4 separate regions of the Sus scrofa genome follow, and all the other regions are linked to region 3. A link is a contact called in public HiChIP or PLAC-seq and promoter capture Hi-C data. All regions are on one chromosome and are shown on one strand. Each heading gives the region's core, a stretch centred on a gene start, on an enhancer-like site or on the middle of the called end of the contact. The rest is flanking DNA. Distances are from core to core; before and after follow the strand shown.

Region 1 (3,920 bases), core at 874-3,373, 470 kb before region 3:
ACCCAAAACAATACATAGTATTGTTCAGCTATCTACATTTTTTTTTTTGATGTACACACATGGATAAAATGATAATACTAGTAGAATGTGGAACTAAATTTGGAACTAAACTACAGGGCAGAATGAGGACGACTCCAGGAAAAAGCCAATGGAGGAGTAGTATCAGAAGTGGACAAAGGAGACTTTCCAGAGCAGACCAGTCAGTGGTTTATCGTTCTTCAAAGAAGGCAACTACAGAGAGTCACTGTGACCTTTACCTGGACAGATATGAGAAAGTGGAGGGGAAGAACCAAGACAGAATGCTTTGGGATGAAATCTGAATGAGAAACTCAAAAACATTTACCAGAGAATTTAACTTTGAACCACCTGCTATATGACTTGTATGCACAGCCTGGCTAAGATAAAATAGTTTTGTAATATGCATGTAGGCATGTAGGCCATTTATTCCTCTAAACATACTAGGTCTCATACCAGAATCAAATAAACTATTATAAAATTGACTATTTGAACCATCTCTTTTGCTCTCAGTATGGAACAGTTGGAGACACTCATTTCAGGGCTGTCCCCAGAAAGTTATTCACTATGTGTCCCTATGTTAATACCAAAATTTCTGCCATGGTTATTGAAAATATCAAAAACATAGCCACAGGTCAACTCAGAACTCTAACATCATGATCAGTATACAGCTATAACCCATGATCAGTATATAGCTAATGGCCCTGCTATTGATTTGTTACTTTATATTTTCTATGAAGTTTGACTTTATTACTCATTTCCCATCTTAACAAATGGACTCTTAGAAAAATCTCACAAAGTCCACTGTAAAATGAAGGAATGAATAAACACTTACCTGGGATTTACTCATTTTCTGCTGTTCTTGGAAAAATATAGAAAACTCAGACAATATACTGGGTTAAAGGAAGAGTGGGTCATCAAATATTTGGCTTGCCTGGCAGCTCCTGAATTCTCCTGCTCTATTAAGCAGAGCACACTCACTGGATAAGGATATATGTCAATCGCCCTCTGACCTTCAGAAGAGACAGGGAAAAAGACGGTGAAAGACCACCTATCTAATATGACTCTAATATAATCTCGTAGCTCTTGGGTAAAAGTTTTCACTGGGTGAATTAAGTATTTGCTTTCTAAAGATTTTTTTTTTAACAGTTTAAATCTCCCTTGATGTTCACAAAAATTTTTAAATGACGAAATTGGTTAAAACAAGTAACAAGACACATAATAAACTCTTCACCAAAACTACTGTAAAAAATACTCAGGACTAAGCTGTTTATCCATTTCCCTACTAATGTTACTAAATCTTCGGTTAGCGACTCCACAGAAAGCTATAAAAAGCAGGGCTTCAGGGGAGATCCATGTTTTAATTTATCTCTATTGCTATTTCTCAAACTTTTCATAATTCTATTAAATGAAACAAAAAAGGGTAATTCTTGAAGAACCTCCCTGAATGCAAGGGCAAGTAGGATAGAGTAATAACATGTATCAAGATGAAGTGATGGACATGGTTGGAGAGCAGTTCGGAGTCCAAAAACGATAAATGGAGAACCAAAGGAATTGAGCCTGTGTACAGAGCAAGAGATAACTGAATCAGCCCTGGCTGCGGCTCTTTTTTCCAGACCACACGCCCCACAGCCACCCTCCACTCCCGCAGCACCGCCCCCTTGCCACTGGCTCGGGACACCCGTCCCGCAGCACCGCCCCCTTGCCACTGGCTCAGGACACCCGTCACGCATGCGCGTTATGCCCTCCTCTCGCTCTCTCAAAACCAGGCCCTCTCAGACAGCCGCGCCAACTCGCGCTGGGGCTAGTCACGTGGGAACTTGGGCCACTTTTCCACACGGAGACGCCACCTTCCCGCTGCCCTAGGGCTCCGCACAGCTCCTCCCCACTAGCGCAAACCGACTTCCTCCCTCTTGCCCCCAAACCTGGGCCGTGCGGGCCGTTGTCCAACCTCCCCCGCTCACCTGCCGCTTTCTCGTCCTGCAGCACTGGCCTCAGAAGAGTGCATAGACTCGGCCGCCCCGGAACCGCTTCCCACGCATCGCTTGAGGAAAACAGAAGTGAAAGGCGGAGGCACACAGAAGCAAAGGGCGGGCTTAGGCATGCGCAGATGACCCCACGCCGGGTCGGACTGTCAATGCTAAACCTTGGGAGCTGTTGACGTGGAGTCCCAGCGACCAGCAATTTGGGTTCGGGATTGGCTGACAGTGCTTCCTCACTTAGCAGCGGGGACGTTGGGTGTCTGAGGTAGTTCCCTAAGCAGGTAGAGCAGAATTTATGGATTATAGCTGAGTTCAGTCTGCAACCAGTGTGCGCATTTAGACAAAGTCAAGGGAAGGGGACGTGCCTGTCCATTTCACTTTTTTGAATACTGGAAATAGATCCTGTTAATACAATGAAAGAATAATATCTGATATCATCAGCGATTCTCTCAGGAATAAAAAGTGGACAGTGGGGCTGGGGGCAGACAAAAAAAGCTAGTTCACTAAAATTTTGACAGTAATAAATTAAAATAGAAAAATCGCCAAGTACACACAATCCAAAAGAAAATAATGTCATTTATGTACACGTTCTTTCATTTGTGACATTAAAATTTCTTAAGTAGGGAGTTCCTTTGTGGTGCAGCAGGTTAAGGTCACTGCAGCAGCTTGGGTCACTGCTGTGGCGAAGGCTGGATCCCTGGCCTGAAAAATTAAAGGGGTGTGGCCCCCCAAATTACTTGAATAAAGGGAGATATACCCTTTCATAGACAGATTCAATATTTTGACAAAGTTCCTCAACAATTTTTTGTATGTACTTATTGCTGAAGTATCAGCTGCCTCTACACTGATGGCAGATAGAAACATGGAGACTAGAGTTGGAGGAAACAACCAAAAAAGTAGCTTTAATTGCCAAAGAATGAACAAAGCAAGCTAATTCTTCAAGGACTATGCTGCCCCTGGAGGGCATTGTGAGGAGTCTTATAGTGTTTAAGGAGCAGGGCTGATCAGCTGGTGGACATTTTCCTGATTGGTTAGTGGTGAGGTAATTGGGAGTCAGCGTCATCAACCTTCTGGTTCTAAGCGATATGGGGTTTACAGGCTAGTGGGCAGCATATAGTTGACTTCCTCTACCAGGTGGGGGCCACAGCATCTGCAAAACAGCTCCAAGCAATAGGGATGGAGTAGGCACAGGTAGTTGTAGAAGTCCCAATAAAGGATCATTTAAAGAGGGAAACTTAGGGGACATTGGAAGATCAATGTAAGTTAATGATTGCTCAAAAAAGCCTTCAGCACAAGGCAGTCTTCCTTCATTAGTGGATCCTTGAGAGTTCTGGATGGGATGAGGACTGCATTCATATTCAGACCAAGGGCAGGAGTTTGAGGACCACTCTTCTGCGGATTTGAATACACCAGATACTAAGGAGGAGCTGCTACTCCCAGAAAAGAAGAGGCAGGCTTTTCCAACCCCCTCTACCCTTGGATGATAAAACTGTAGCCATGTAGCCATGTAGTTTCCATGCCAGCCCACTTGCATCTCTCATAAGCGTCCTATCTTAATAAATCTATTTCTTGCCTATCATTTTCTCTCTCGATGAATTCCTTCTTCACGGAGACGTGAAGAACCTGAACCTCAGTGAGGCCAAACACAGGGTGAGTGATTCTAATTTAAAACCTTGTGTTCAAGTCCCAATGTGGGTTTAGGTTTGATTCAAGTCCCAGCACGTGGGTTCAAGTCCCAGTCTGTGTTCTGTCTAGGTTCAGGCCGTTAATACTGTCAGTTTCACAAGGACATGGCTCAAAATATTATCTATAGCCCTTCAGGAGGAACTAAAGGTCCTTGACTGTTGAATGGCTAAACTATTATTATTTTGTGTTGCTCGACTTTTCCTTTTCCTCTGTATTTTTCTCACTCTCTAATTAGAT
Region 2 (4,112 bases), core at 832-3,331, 300 kb after region 3:
TTATTTTAAAATGAAGGAGCTTATCTTCATTAGAACTGAAAACATCACTTTTCACTGATAGATCCTAATATTTTTGTCTGACCGGAGAACCCGAGGTTTGTTCATTCTTACTAGAAACGCACAAATAGTTAACTTTTAAAAACGTGACTTAAAAGTAATAGTAAGAATATCAAGACCGGTAGTTTCGCTGACGCATTCGTTTAAGGATTATTTGCAGCCTTCAACTAACTCTCCCGGCTCTACAAGGGTCCGATTACCGAGGCCCGCCCCTAACTTTGGGAGCCTGGGCCCCCCTCCCCCCACCGCCGCCAGCCGCGGCCGGTTCCGCGGAAGCCGCCGCGGCCACCCGGCCCCTCCCCCACCCCCACAGCAGCTCTCGGGCCCCGGTCCCGCTGAACAACCCGCCCGCCGAGGCAGGCAACTCCTTCCCCCCACGCCAGGTTCTCTGGCTCGAAAATAGCTGTGAAGCACGTTGGTTTGTCGTAGGGCCTCCAAGGGAAGGAAACTGCCGCGAAGGGCGTCTCGCGGGGCTCGCAGGTAGCCGGAGAAGGGAGGCAGGCTCTCCCGGGCCTGAGGTTCGTCCGGCGGGAACCTGTGGGGGTCCCCTGATAAGGAAAAGACTAACCGGGAGGAGCTTGAGGCCTCCTAACCGTAAAACACCGGGGCCCAGGGTCGGTCGGGCCCCGCGTCTCGCGCGGCGTCACCCAGACCGCTCGGCGCCACCTTACGTGGGCCACGCGGGGGCTGGGAGGCAGAGGGAGCCGCGCGAGCGCCGGCAGCGTCCAGCAGTTTCTGGGGCGCAGTCACGAATTAGCAAAAATACACTCAAAGATAAAAGGATAAGTGAAGAATAAAAAAACGGCCGACCAAGTTTCCCCAGCGGAAGTGTGGGCACCAGGCAAAGACAACAAGAACCGAACAGTTTCAACCAAAATATCCACATGCTACCTTTGAGAGCAGGAGACAAATGCAGACCGGCTCAGGGCACACACGCGGCGCGGAGAGGAAGAAAAGGCCGCAAAGACGGAAAGTGGAGGCTCTGCGAGCGGGAACGTGGGAGGGGGGAGGAGTCAGTTCCCAACCAGTCCCGTGCAACTCCCTGACGCGCGCAGCCACGTGAAAGTACTGCTTTCATTTTTAAATGAACCCCCTCTCACGGTCGCCCCATGTTTTCACCGTACCCCAGGCAGGGGCGCTCGGGCTCTGCCTCCCCACCCCAAGAGTCCGCACCAGGCTCTTCCTCCCTTCCGATCCTGCGTCCTCTGACACCAAACCTCAGCCCCGCGATCCAGTCCCCGAATGTAAACCAGTGGCCTCAGGCCCACCTCCCCGAAGTTCACATCTCAGTCCCGCAGGCCCCACCCTCAGTGGGCCAGGTCCTCGTTCAGGACCTAGTCGGTCCCTAGGTGTGTGGCTCCTGATCTCAGACCCCAAATTTCAGCCCCACGGTCTTCAACCTCCAGTAGGCCCAGGTGCAGGCCTTTACCACAGATCCCGCCTCCCCTGACCCCCAAATCTCAGCTCCTCGGTCCTCAATGCCAGGGGCCTCGGTTTCTGGTGTGTAGGCCTCGGACACGCCGCCCCTACCACCCCTCACCTTGGGCTCCGAGTCTCCACGCTCCCGCTCGTCTTCACATCCGGCACCTCGGTCGACCCTGTGAGCACCTAGAAGAGGGTGGAACGCGGGGGACTTGGCAGTTGTAGCAGAGGCAGTTGAGGCTTGTTTACCATCACTATGGAAACCTCTGGCAGCGCGCCCTGGGCGGGGCTTACGAGGGGCGGGGTCAGGCGCGCGGAAGGCCTGAGTCCACAACTCCCGCCCGTCGTGCGCACGCGGCGCTTCCGGAAGCCCTTATGCCTTGGTTTGCCTTGACCCTCCCCTCCTCAGACCTGCGCCCAAATACCCGGGAACAACAGCCCCAGGAGCCCCTGCCCCCGCCCCCGCCTCCGGCTGCCGGCGTGACCGCGGGCCGTTTTCTCTGCAGAACCCCACCTTTCGCTCCTGAAAGACGCGGCGCAACCCCACTTCCAAGACGGAGCCGGAAGGACGTAAAGACCGCGGCGGGGCGGAGTCTCCAAGGCGGGTTATGGGGGTGGGGCCACAAGGGCGCCGTTGTGACGCGCCCGGAGCGGAGTCGGGGATTGGTCGGCCAGGCGCAGGACCGGGCCGGGGCCTGCGGTGCGAGGGCGCTGCAAGTGGCAAGGTGGGTTACGTGGGCGAATCCTGCTCGAGGGAGGGGAGGGCAAGGCTTATGGGTTTTTCCGGCGTCTCTAAGGGTATCATCTGGGAGAGTTTCCCCAACAGTGAGCCCAAAGGATCCCTGGATTGAAGACCAGCGTGACAGAAGAAAATGAGAGTCATTTCCTGCCGAGGAGGAAGAAAGAGGGAACCAAATCCTGGAAACCGACAAAGGCTGTTCCGAGAGCAGGGTTTAGGGAGGGATTGGTAGGTTGAGGTTGCTCATGTGATTATCACTTGGGCTGAGAAGGCCTAAGGTTTCTGAAGGTGACCCTCAAGTCCCCAGGGAAAAGCAGACATTTCAGAGCACCTGAGCGACAGGGTGGATGGTAGCTGAAGTGGCTACTCTGCCTGAGGCAGTGGAGCAGATTATTTTTTTATGTGTTCTAGGATTATTAATTATTACCATTTTATTTTTGGAGACTCAATTCATGAAGAGGAAAATATAAAGAAACTCATCACTGATTAAGCAGGTTGCTTTTTAAATAAATTAAGGGAGTGCTTGGAATAGGGTCAGATTATGAATGGACAACCTATAGTGAAGGAAGGAGAACAGTTTGTCAAAAGAAGTTGATTTGGGAGGGATGGGAAAAGTAAAAGCAGGAGGTAAAAATGTATGAGAAGACTCAGGCGAAGCATAATTACGGAAAACAGGTCCTACAAAATTCAAATAGGTATTCTTAAGAAACCCAATGATCCCATGCTAGCTCATGGTATAGAAAAGTCTGTTTATGGAAAGAAAGTGCAAGTAGCTAATCTGAGGCAAATATTTAAATTACCACCCCACCCCCGACCCCACCCCTGCAAAAAAAAAGATGCTTCAGGGTTTAGGGACTGTGAAACCAGATTCATGCAATCCACTAAGAGGGCCTGCGAGGAGTTCCCGCCGTGGCGCAGTGGTTAACGAATCCGACTAGGAACCATGAGGTTGTGGGTTTGGTCCCTGCCCTTGCTCAGTGGGTTAACGATCCGGCATTGCCGTGAGCTGTGGTGTAGGTTGCAGAGGCGGCTCAGATCTGGCTACAGCTCCAATTCGACCCCTAGCCTGGGAACCTCCATATGCCTCGGGAGCGGCCCAAGAAATGGCAAAAAGACAAAAAAAAAAAAAAAAAAAAAGAGGGCCTATGAGCCAAGTAGGCTTTATTTATTTATTTATTTATTTTGTCTTTTTAGGGCCGCACCCAGGCTAGGGGTTGAATCAGAGCTGTAGTTGCCGGCCTACACCCACAGCCACAGCAACACCGGATCCAAGCTGAGGTCTACACCACAGCTCACAGCAATGACGGATCCTCAAGCCACTGAGTGGGGCCAGGGATCAAACCCACGTCTTCATGGATACTAGTTGGGTTCCTTACTGCTGAGCCAGGACAGAACTCCCAAGTGGCCTTTTTGATTCCCTCATCAAATCTGACAATTCTACAGCATTCCTCAACGATGCAATTATCTTTGAGGCCTTTAAATAAGAAAAATGTGGGTTTGGGCTTGATTATGTGCCTCCCCTTGTTCTTAAGGAGTCATGCCAGGTGTCCACTAGGATATCTCTTGCAGGTGTGCACCAGCACAGTCACAGGTAGGCCCTTTTCCCCAGTAAGGAGTTGGAGAGCTCACCACAGATCCCAGGCCTTTTCTGCAGCTGTCCATCTCATCTCACCAACTGGAGGATGCTTGCCCACACCTGGTCTACTTGGACTACCTCCTCAGCTGTGGGTCTTTAGAGGTCTCCACCTTTTCACCTCTGTGTCTGCAAAAGTTTCACCTAAGCTCTAAAAGAGACTTTTTTTATTTTTTAAATTTTTGCAAGTACCTAGGAGTCCCCTTTGTGGCTCGACTAGGATCCGTGAGGATGTGGTTCAATCCCTGGCCTTGCTCAGTG
Region 3 (4,148 bases), core at 5-2,504:
GCTGGCAGCTACAGCTCTGATTCGACCCCTAGCCTGGGAACTTCCATATGCTGTGGGTACAGCCCTAAAAAGCAAAAACAAACAAACAAACAAACAAAAAACATAGGCTGTCCAGACTTTTCTACCCATGGAATTTCCCACAGGACATATCCAAGGAGAGCATCCGAGTTAAAGACATCTCCAAAATCATCATCCAGTGAAGACAGTGGTGATTAGGAACATATCCCCCTGGAACGTTGCCCCTCCTGCAGGATGTGCCCCCCAGTCGTCCCAGACTTCTACTCTAACTAATGCATTAATAATGGCAACGAGCTCTGACTGCCTGCCACCTGCCAGGTACAGTGCCAAACATTTCAAATACAAAATTTCATTTAATCCTCAGAACAATATTAGGAAGAATAGGCTATTGGTATTGTCCCCATAACACAGCTGTGGAAACCGAGGCTAAGTCCGCATAGCCTGCCAAGGTCACCCATTAAGGAAAGCAGAGCCCAGATGGGAGGCAGAGCTCCTCTTAGCACGGCCATGTCCTACGCAGACATGGGCAGGGGCTGGCGCTGCGGGGTAGCCCCTCACCTACTCAGCTTAGACAGAGTGCCTTGGGGATGTCCCTGAAATAAGCAGCTGAATGGAGGGGATGCCAAGGAGGGCTTTTCTCTTTTCTCGACCCGATAAAGTTGTGCCTTGTGAGACCTTGAAGCCATTTTCCGGTAAGTTTACCTCACCCCCTCCTTTCATATATAAGGAAATTCAGGTCCAAAAAAATGGAGTGACTGGCAGCCCGGGGCTTCCCGGCTTGGGCCTCATGCGCAGCCCAGCATTCCTGAGGATGTTCGGACATCTCTGGAGACCTGTATGTCCTTAGCTCAGTGCTCCCTCGAGCTTCCAGGACAGGGCTCCAGAGCAGGAAAGCGTTGCCATCTTCCGCGGAGTCCCTCCGGCAAAGCTAGCCTTCAGGCCGGGCTGGTACTCCACTCCCTGCAGACGCTTGTTCGGGCAAGAGCGGTTTCCTGCCTCCTGCACCCTCCTAGCCGCCACAAATTGTTTTTTGAACTACACGAGCGCGCACGGACACAGACATATTTGTAACATATCGGATTAATCAGTACTGGATGCCGATTAGAGAGCCTTCCTTTCGCCTAGCCCTGGACTCGGGAGGGGGAGTGGGAGGGGCTGGGGGTGGTGTGGGCAGGGCTGTCCGGGCTGGGCGGGCATAGGAGGGGAGGGGCGGGCATCGCCGGGCGGCAGCCTCATTTCCTCACGCGCGCCGGAAGTAGAGGCTGGCGGCGCGGCGGCGCGCCCGAAGGGTGGGCGGTGAGGTGGTGGCGGCTGCAGTGTGCCAGGCGCCGCCTAGGTGTGCCAGCGGCTGGGGAGTTGGCGGCCGGACGGTGGCCGCCGTGTGCTGACGGGTGAACGCGGTGAGTACCTGGCCCTCTTGGCCTCACCCGCCCGCGGCTGTCACGGCTCCGCCGGCCCGTGCAGGCGCTGGGGCCGCGGACTCTGGGTCCCCGTCCCAGTCGGGTCACCTCACGGACGAGCTACCCTGGGGGCCATGTCCCCATGGGGTCGCCTTGCAGACAAGCTCTCCGGAATCTGCTCCGGTGTCAGGAGCAGCGGCGGGTTTTCGGTGCGGTTTGAGTTGTCTCTTAAGAACGGTGCTGCCAGAACACCGTTGGTTTGCGTGTTTTATTTTTACTTTTTTTTTTTTTTTTTAACCAACTCAACCACCGTCTCTGCTCCCCTCAGTGGATAAACTTTGTAGTCAGCTGTTACCTCTTTATTGCGTTAGAATAGTCATTTCTGGCGGCAGCCTCTCTATTTCTGCCAGACACTAGGCTCCTTTAAAAGATGCGCCTTTATATAGGAATTAGTTGGGGCCGTGGAGACCACGGGTCGGGAAGCTTCTTGCATTTTCAGACTTCATCTTGAAAATTACACTATTCCTGAGCAGCTTGCTGAGGAATAATCTGTAAACGCAGTAGTGAAGCTTTTGTTTATGATGATGTTATTGGCAGAATGAAAATTTGATTATAAATCTTTAAGTTTTTATCCTTCAGTCTACCCCTTAGGTTTATGTGCGGATGTCTGGACATTTAACTATTGATGAAGGTTCTCAGTAGCTGGGCCTTGATTTTTGGTAGAATTAATGCATTAAAATAGTACTTTGAAGAGTTCCCGATGTAGCTCAGCAGTAACAAACCCGACTAGTATCCAAGAGGACATGAATCCCTGGCCTCGCTCAGTGGATTGGGGATCCGGTGTTGCCTTGGGCTGTGGGGTAGGTCGCAGGCGAGGCTCAGATCCCACGTTGCTGTGGCTGTGGTGTAGGCTGGCAGCTGTAGCGCTGATTCACCCCCTAACCTGGGAACTTAAATACGCTGCAGGTGTGGCCCTAAAAAGCAAAAAAAAAAAAAGGACTTGGAACATGGAATTAGGAATCCAAGTACTTTATGACTGAGCATGTTAACATTGATTTTGTATTATTATTCTGATACCATTTGTTTAAAATTGTCATTATGCCTTAAGTAATGTAAAAAGGATATCAGATTTCCTTTTTTTTTTTTTTTCTTAGGGTGCACCAGAGGCATATGGAACTTCCCTGGCCAGGGCCAGGGATTGAACATGTGCCTCCACAGTGACCTAAGCCACCGCAGTCTCATTTTTTGTGTGTGTGTGTGTCTTTTAGGGCTGAACCCCCAGCATATGGAAGTTCCCAGGCTAGGGGTCAAATTGGAGCTACAGCTGCCAGCCTATTCCACAGCCACACCAACACCAGATCTGAGCCGTGCGTGCAGCCTACACCACACAGCTCATGGCAACACCAGATCCTTAACCCACCAAGCAAGGCCAGGGATTGAACCCATGGATACCCGGTGGCTTTGTTACCCCTGAGCCACAATGGGAACTCCCAGCAGTCTGATTCTTAACTCACGTACCACAGTGAGACTCTTTTGATGTCTAGTATTTATGGCACAGATAATTTTGACATAAATATTTAGTTCCAGCAGTTTGGAAGTTACATTTTTTTCCTTAACTTTTTGATTGAGGTATAAAATATATATGAAGTCATCAAGTGCATAAGTCTTAATTGTACAGCTCAGTGAATTTTTATGTATGTATTAACTTGGGCAGCCACCAGCTAGATCAAATTATATCTGTCATCCCAGGAGTTTCCCCCTGCTTCTTCCAAATTAATTATACCCATGTCATGTGATTCCTATTGGTTTTATTTATTGGAGCTTGATATTAATGGAATCATACAGTATCCTCAGCATATTGCTTATGAGATTCACCCATAATGTTTCATATGTCAGTAATTCTTTTTTTATTGCTGTGTGGTAATCCATTGTATGATATATGGCTCTTCTCATAGAAGAGATATTGGTCGATATTTATGTTTCCAACTTTTATATGTTATTATCGTATATTACTTTCAATAATGCTGTGAACATTCTTGTAAATGGCTTGGTGAACATCTGCCTTTTTGTCAGCTGTGGCATGGCTAAATCATAAGTTGATGGAAAATTACATTTTAATTATCACGGAGTCTTTTAAAAGATACAATTTGTTATTTTAACTTTTATCACGGAGTCTTTTAAAAGATACAATTTGTTATTTTAACTTCTGTAACATTAAAGATTGGTAAAAAGCCTACCTATTATGATTTCAAGACTTATTACCATATTACTGTTGTTTATTCCTTAGATTGCATATTTATGAAAGTCTTCTACCAGAAGACTTTTCCCAGACTTCTCATATTTGTTTAACTGTCTGTTAGTCAAGTCTGTTAGAGCCAGTTATGTTCTGTCCCTGAAGCTCGCATAACACTTAGGTAAGAACTGTGTTACTCAAGTTAGTGGTTGTTAGGGGAAATGAAACATGGAAAGGATATGACTAAAAATGGATTGAAGTATCATGGGATTGCATGTCAAAAACCTTACGTTATTGTTAGCATACTGCACAAGTTCTAGATATAAATACAAAATTGAATTTATTACAGGATCACAGTGATTTCCACTTGTACTGATATACAGGTACATTTATTGTGGGAACAGACAACAGAAATCACTGAACACTTGTAGGAAAGCAGCATATAAGACTAGACAAATATAAGGACTGGCCTTGAAGCAATTGAGTTCACGTAAGAA
Region 4 (4,239 bases), core at 894-3,393, 430 kb before region 3:
AAACAACCTAAATGTCCCAACAGAAGAATGGATTAAGAAGATATGATACATATACACAATGGAATACTACTCCGCCATAAAAAAGAATAAAACAATGCCATTTGCAGCAACACAGGTGGAACTAGAGACTCTCAAACTAAGTGAAGTCACAGAGAGAAAGACAAATACTGTATACCACCTATATGTGGAATCTAAAATATGGCACAAATGAACATATCTACAGAACAGAAACAGATTCACAGGCATGGAGAACAGACTTGTGGTTGCCAAGGGGAGGGGAAGGGGGAAGGAGTGGGTCAGACTGGGAGTTTGGGGTTAGTAGATGCAAACAATTATACATGAAGGGGGTAAACCACTCTCCTATGTATAGCACAGAGAACTATATTCAATGTCCTAATGGAAAAGAATATTTAAAAGAGTGTATATATGTATAACTGAATCACTTTGCTGTACAGCGGACATTAAGACAACACTGTAAATCACCTATACTTCAATTAAAAAAAAAAAAAAAAAGAATTGGTGTGCCCAGAAGTTCTAGGATCTAACCCTTTCTGGGACTGTATCTCCATTCTGAAACTTTGGAGAAAGATCAAATGCCCCAGGGGTTCTCTTTTTGAGTGAGATTTCTGTTTCTAGAGTTGCAGCTCTTTAACCTCATAGAAACTGATTTGTTCCCTAGAGTTGAGAACTTAAGACTAAAGGACAAATTCATATTTGGAATCTTCACCCAGAACCCTAAGTCTGCATCTCCTTGTCCTTTGGAATACTGATCCCTAGAAATTAGAGCCACTAAGGACAAAGACAGACTAGACAATGCCTAGATCACCGGATGACAGAGCTAGGAATCAAAGCAACTGTGCCAGTCTATAAAGTCAGGCGGCCCCGCCCCACCAGTGCCCCCCCCCCCCCCCCCGGGCCTGAGCACAACCCCATGCGTGCGCAAGCGCCCCCTTCCTGCAGACTTACGGACCGCGCCACCCCATAGGAGCTGAGGCGGACTCCTACCCAACAGCACTTCTTCCAGATTGAGACACCCCCGTCTGTCATCTCAGGGACTAGCTGCTCGGTCCCGGGCTCTACTTCCCGGCTTGCGAGTCAGGTGGGAAGGTGGGAAACCAGGATCATAAGAGTTGTTGACAAATCCAGAAACAATGGGATTTCAGGCTTCACGAAATTTCTAGATCTGGGAGGGTGACCAAGACCAAGGCGGAGTGGTGCATGCATAGGACACTTAGCGTCCTGGCTGGAGTTCTGCTAGGCAAACAAATCAAAATCTACATTACTGTAATCCTTCGCAGTTACTCCTTAGCATAACTAGGTACCTATTTATTAAAGGGTTTGGAGATGGCTCCGGATGGCTCGTAGTTCTGGAGTTGTCAATGCCCACCCGGTCCCACCCAGGGAGGTCAGGCTCTATCTATAATAACAACTAAGTGTAAATTGTGGTTTTTAACTGCATTTTTTGCTGTGATCATCAGTCTCTGTCATCTTCACATCTTCTTCTCTTGTTTTCTCTCTTTCCTCTTGTCATCAGATTTAGGACTAGATAATACAGATAACTTCTATTCAATCTTAATCATTTTTTTTTTTTTTTTTTTTTTATAGGTAATATTCATTTTTTACTCTATCAGTAGTATATATAGCTCTGAGGATTAGGATGTGGTAGCTTAGGTTAGAAAAATCTCTTTAAAAGACCTTTGAAGACAATTATTAAAGTTTGACTATGGATAAGATAATAATGAATGTACTTAGTTTTAGAGATACATATTGAGGAGTGAGCTATATCTATTTTATCTATCTATCTATCTATCTATCTATCTATCTATCTATCTATCTACATTTTAGGAGCCACATTCAAAACATATGTAGGTTCCCAGTCTAGGAGTCAAATTGAAGTTACAGATGCCAGCCTACACCACAGCAACGTGGGATCCTAGGTGGTCTGAGACTGAAACCGCAGCTCACAGCAAGGCCTGAGCTTTAACCCACTAAGCGAGGCCAGGGATTGAACCCGAATCTTAATAGATAATAGTCTGGTTAGTTACCTTTGAGCCACAATGGGAACGCCCTTCTCTCTTTTCTTAGACAATTTCCATGAGAAAACCTGTGTTTGTAAATCTTTTTTTTTTTTTTTTTTTTTTTTTTTTTTTTTTTTGTCCCTTTGAGATGCATGCAATTCTTTTTAAAAAGTAAATAAGGCTCTTGTAAATCTTACAATCCAGGAATACCTTCCTTAAATGCCTTGGAGCCATGTCTTTGAAATGTAAACATCAAGGAAGATAGCACCCTATCTCTTGGTGTCTGTAATAAACTACTAAGCTCTTGGCTAAACTTGTAACTACTTGCTTGTCATAGATACAAGAAAGTTTACTTTTCGTTTGGATAAAGACAATTAACTAATGCAGTCGGCTCCTCCAATTACCATGAGAATTTAGGATGAAGTATGTGTAGCCATAATATTGCCAAGTCCTCCTACAAATCTAGAACATAGAAATCCTGGCTATATAAAAGTGTTGTATTTCTTTGGTTTTGTAAGCTCATTAGCAGTTTGCCTGGAATGCACAATGCAGTCTGGTTTAACGCTTATTTAATAAAATACTGTCTTCGTTTCTCCATTTTTGGAGATTTTCTGGGTTGGCAAGAGACTATTTGGGTAGTTATTTTCCCATCACCTCTTACCTAGCAAACCGGTATAGATAGATAGTCCAAATGTATTTTTCACTATATAGATTCTACATGTTTTAAAATTTAATTTTATAAAAATTTAGTATTTTTGTAATTGCTTTGAGAGGAAACTCATTTCTACTGTTGGCACAGAGTAAGCTGATGTCATTAAGTTACCGACCAGGAAATCAGCATATATTCTGTACACATTCCTTAGTGAAACGATAGTTAAACATACCATTAGTGTAAAATTTGAGTACAAATTTCAGAAGAGTGTTCATCAAGCGTTTTTTTTTTTTTTTTTTTTTTGTCTTTTGAAAAGTCGTATACGTGGGACTCGTCTTCTGTTTTAGCTTATTCATATTGTCTCTTCATCACGTTTCACGCGTCATTTTCATTACTTTGAAAGCTAAATTCCTAAAATAAAGTCAGCTGTTACAGGGTGTTTTACTTGGAATGCACTACTTTACTTAGTTCCAAGTACTTTCTTTAAACTACTATCAATATTCATCGAACCACCTCACAGTAGTTTTCCGTTTTCAAGAGCATCCCACTATGGGCTGCCTTTTCTAATCCGTTACCGGTGAGAAATGAAAGGCGGCAAACGCTCACTCAACAGACGAGGCCGAACCTCGTGACGTCACCCAAAGTGGAGGGTCGGCGAAGCCCCCGGGCAGAGTAGTTCCAGAGTGGGGCGCCGGGAGCCTTCTGCGCATGAGCAATTCGAGTAATTCCATCGCCCTTCAGGAAACGCCATTTTCAGTCTCACGCCGCAGGGGGGGAGAGGACTCAGGAGCCTCAGGTCTGAGCAGCGCCGCAGAGGGCGGGGCCTGGAACCTGCGCGGGCCAGGAACCTAGCCCGAGCTGCTGCAGGTGTGTCGGAGGCCTCTCGGCTGGCGCCTGGCCGGGGGCGGGGGGAAGCCGGGCCTCCGCTGCTGCGCGGGATCGGAGAACCTGGCCGTCGCCGGCGCCGTCCCCCTCTGAGCGCCAGACTGCCCTCTGAGAAGGACTGGGGAGGGAGTCAGGGTGGGGGCTCGCTGGGGAGGCTGGTTGTCCGCAGTCTGGTACCTCCCCTGAAGCCGTGTTTCTTGACCTGCGGGAGAAGGGCGGCTCCAGGAGGCCTGGGGCACGGGGCGTAGCGGGGACGAACGCGCGAGGGAAGAGCGGTTTGTGACGTGGATCCCAAGCCCGTCACGTCCGGGCAGGCGCAGCGGCGGGGCAGGCCGCTGGAGACGCGGCGCTGCAAAGCCCGAAGGACCCGGGCTCAACTCCAGCGCCCGCCAATAAATAGGCAGGCTAATCTGGGTACTATACGACTCGAATGCTCATCTGTAAAATTATAGTAACATTTCGAGTCATTTTTTGTATTAAATAGGATAGAATATATAAAGTATGATAAGGATTCAATAAAGGTGAGCTGCTTTATCATTACAAGGTATGCTGTTCTTTTCATTATTGGCTCATTTAATCATCTTAATCATCATGATCTTCCTTTGAATCTGTATAAACCACCTCCATTTTAATGAATTCGAGTCCTAAGGGTTCAGGGAGATAAAACAGCTTATCCAGCCTTAG

What was found. Promoter capture Hi-C pulls out the DNA fragments that hold promoters and counts their contacts. HiChIP or PLAC-seq counts read pairs in DNA pulled down with a chosen protein or histone mark.
Region 1: a promoter capture Hi-C map of liver shows a contact between it and region 3, with 4 times the contacts expected there. The contact joins the promoter of ZNF33B here to the promoter of CSGALNACT2 in region 3. A contact is called at or near these places in 1 of 5 promoter capture datasets (liver) and 1 of 2 datasets of contacts at active chromatin or transcription factors (alveolar macrophages).
Region 2: a contact with region 3 is called in an H3K27ac HiChIP or PLAC-seq map of alveolar macrophages. The contact joins the promoter of HNRNPF here to the promoter of CSGALNACT2 in region 3. A contact is called at or near these places in 1 of 5 promoter capture datasets (liver) and 1 of 2 datasets of contacts at active chromatin or transcription factors (alveolar macrophages).
Region 4: a contact with region 3 is called in an H3K27ac HiChIP or PLAC-seq map of alveolar macrophages. The contact joins the promoter of ZNF25 here to the promoter of CSGALNACT2 in region 3. A contact is called at or near these places in 1 of 5 promoter capture datasets (liver) and 1 of 2 datasets of contacts at active chromatin or transcription factors (alveolar macrophages).

The regions. Positions count from the first base shown.
Region 1 is chr14:60,903,065-60,906,984 of Sscrofa11.1, forward strand. It overlaps ZNF33B (zinc finger protein 33B), which reads right to left and starts at 2,124. Exons shown (of 8, transcript XM_013983243.2): 1 at 1,980-2,124; 2 at 851-1,575. The coding sequence starts at 865.
Region 2 is chr14:61,665,864-61,669,975 of Sscrofa11.1, forward strand. HNRNPF (heterogeneous nuclear ribonucleoprotein F) reads right to left here and starts at 2,082. Exons shown (of 3, transcript XM_005671001.3): 1 at 1,994-2,082. LOC100738157 (a long non-coding RNA gene) reads left to right here and starts at 2,123. Exons shown (of 3, transcript XR_307560.3): 1 at 2,123-2,204.
Region 3 is chr14:61,371,035-61,375,182 of Sscrofa11.1, forward strand. It overlaps CSGALNACT2 (chondroitin sulfate N-acetylgalactosaminyltransferase 2), which reads left to right and starts at 1,255. Exons shown (of 8, transcript XM_001926417.6): 1 at 1,255-1,418.
Region 4 is chr14:60,935,481-60,939,719 of Sscrofa11.1, forward strand. It overlaps ZNF25 (zinc finger protein 25), which reads left to right and starts at 2,144. Exons shown (of 7, transcript XM_021072378.1): 1 at 2,144-4,099. It overlaps LOC106506010 (zinc finger protein 33B-like), which reads right to left and starts at 3,028. Exons shown (of 4, transcript XM_021072383.1): 1 at 2,903-3,028. The coding sequence starts at 2,905.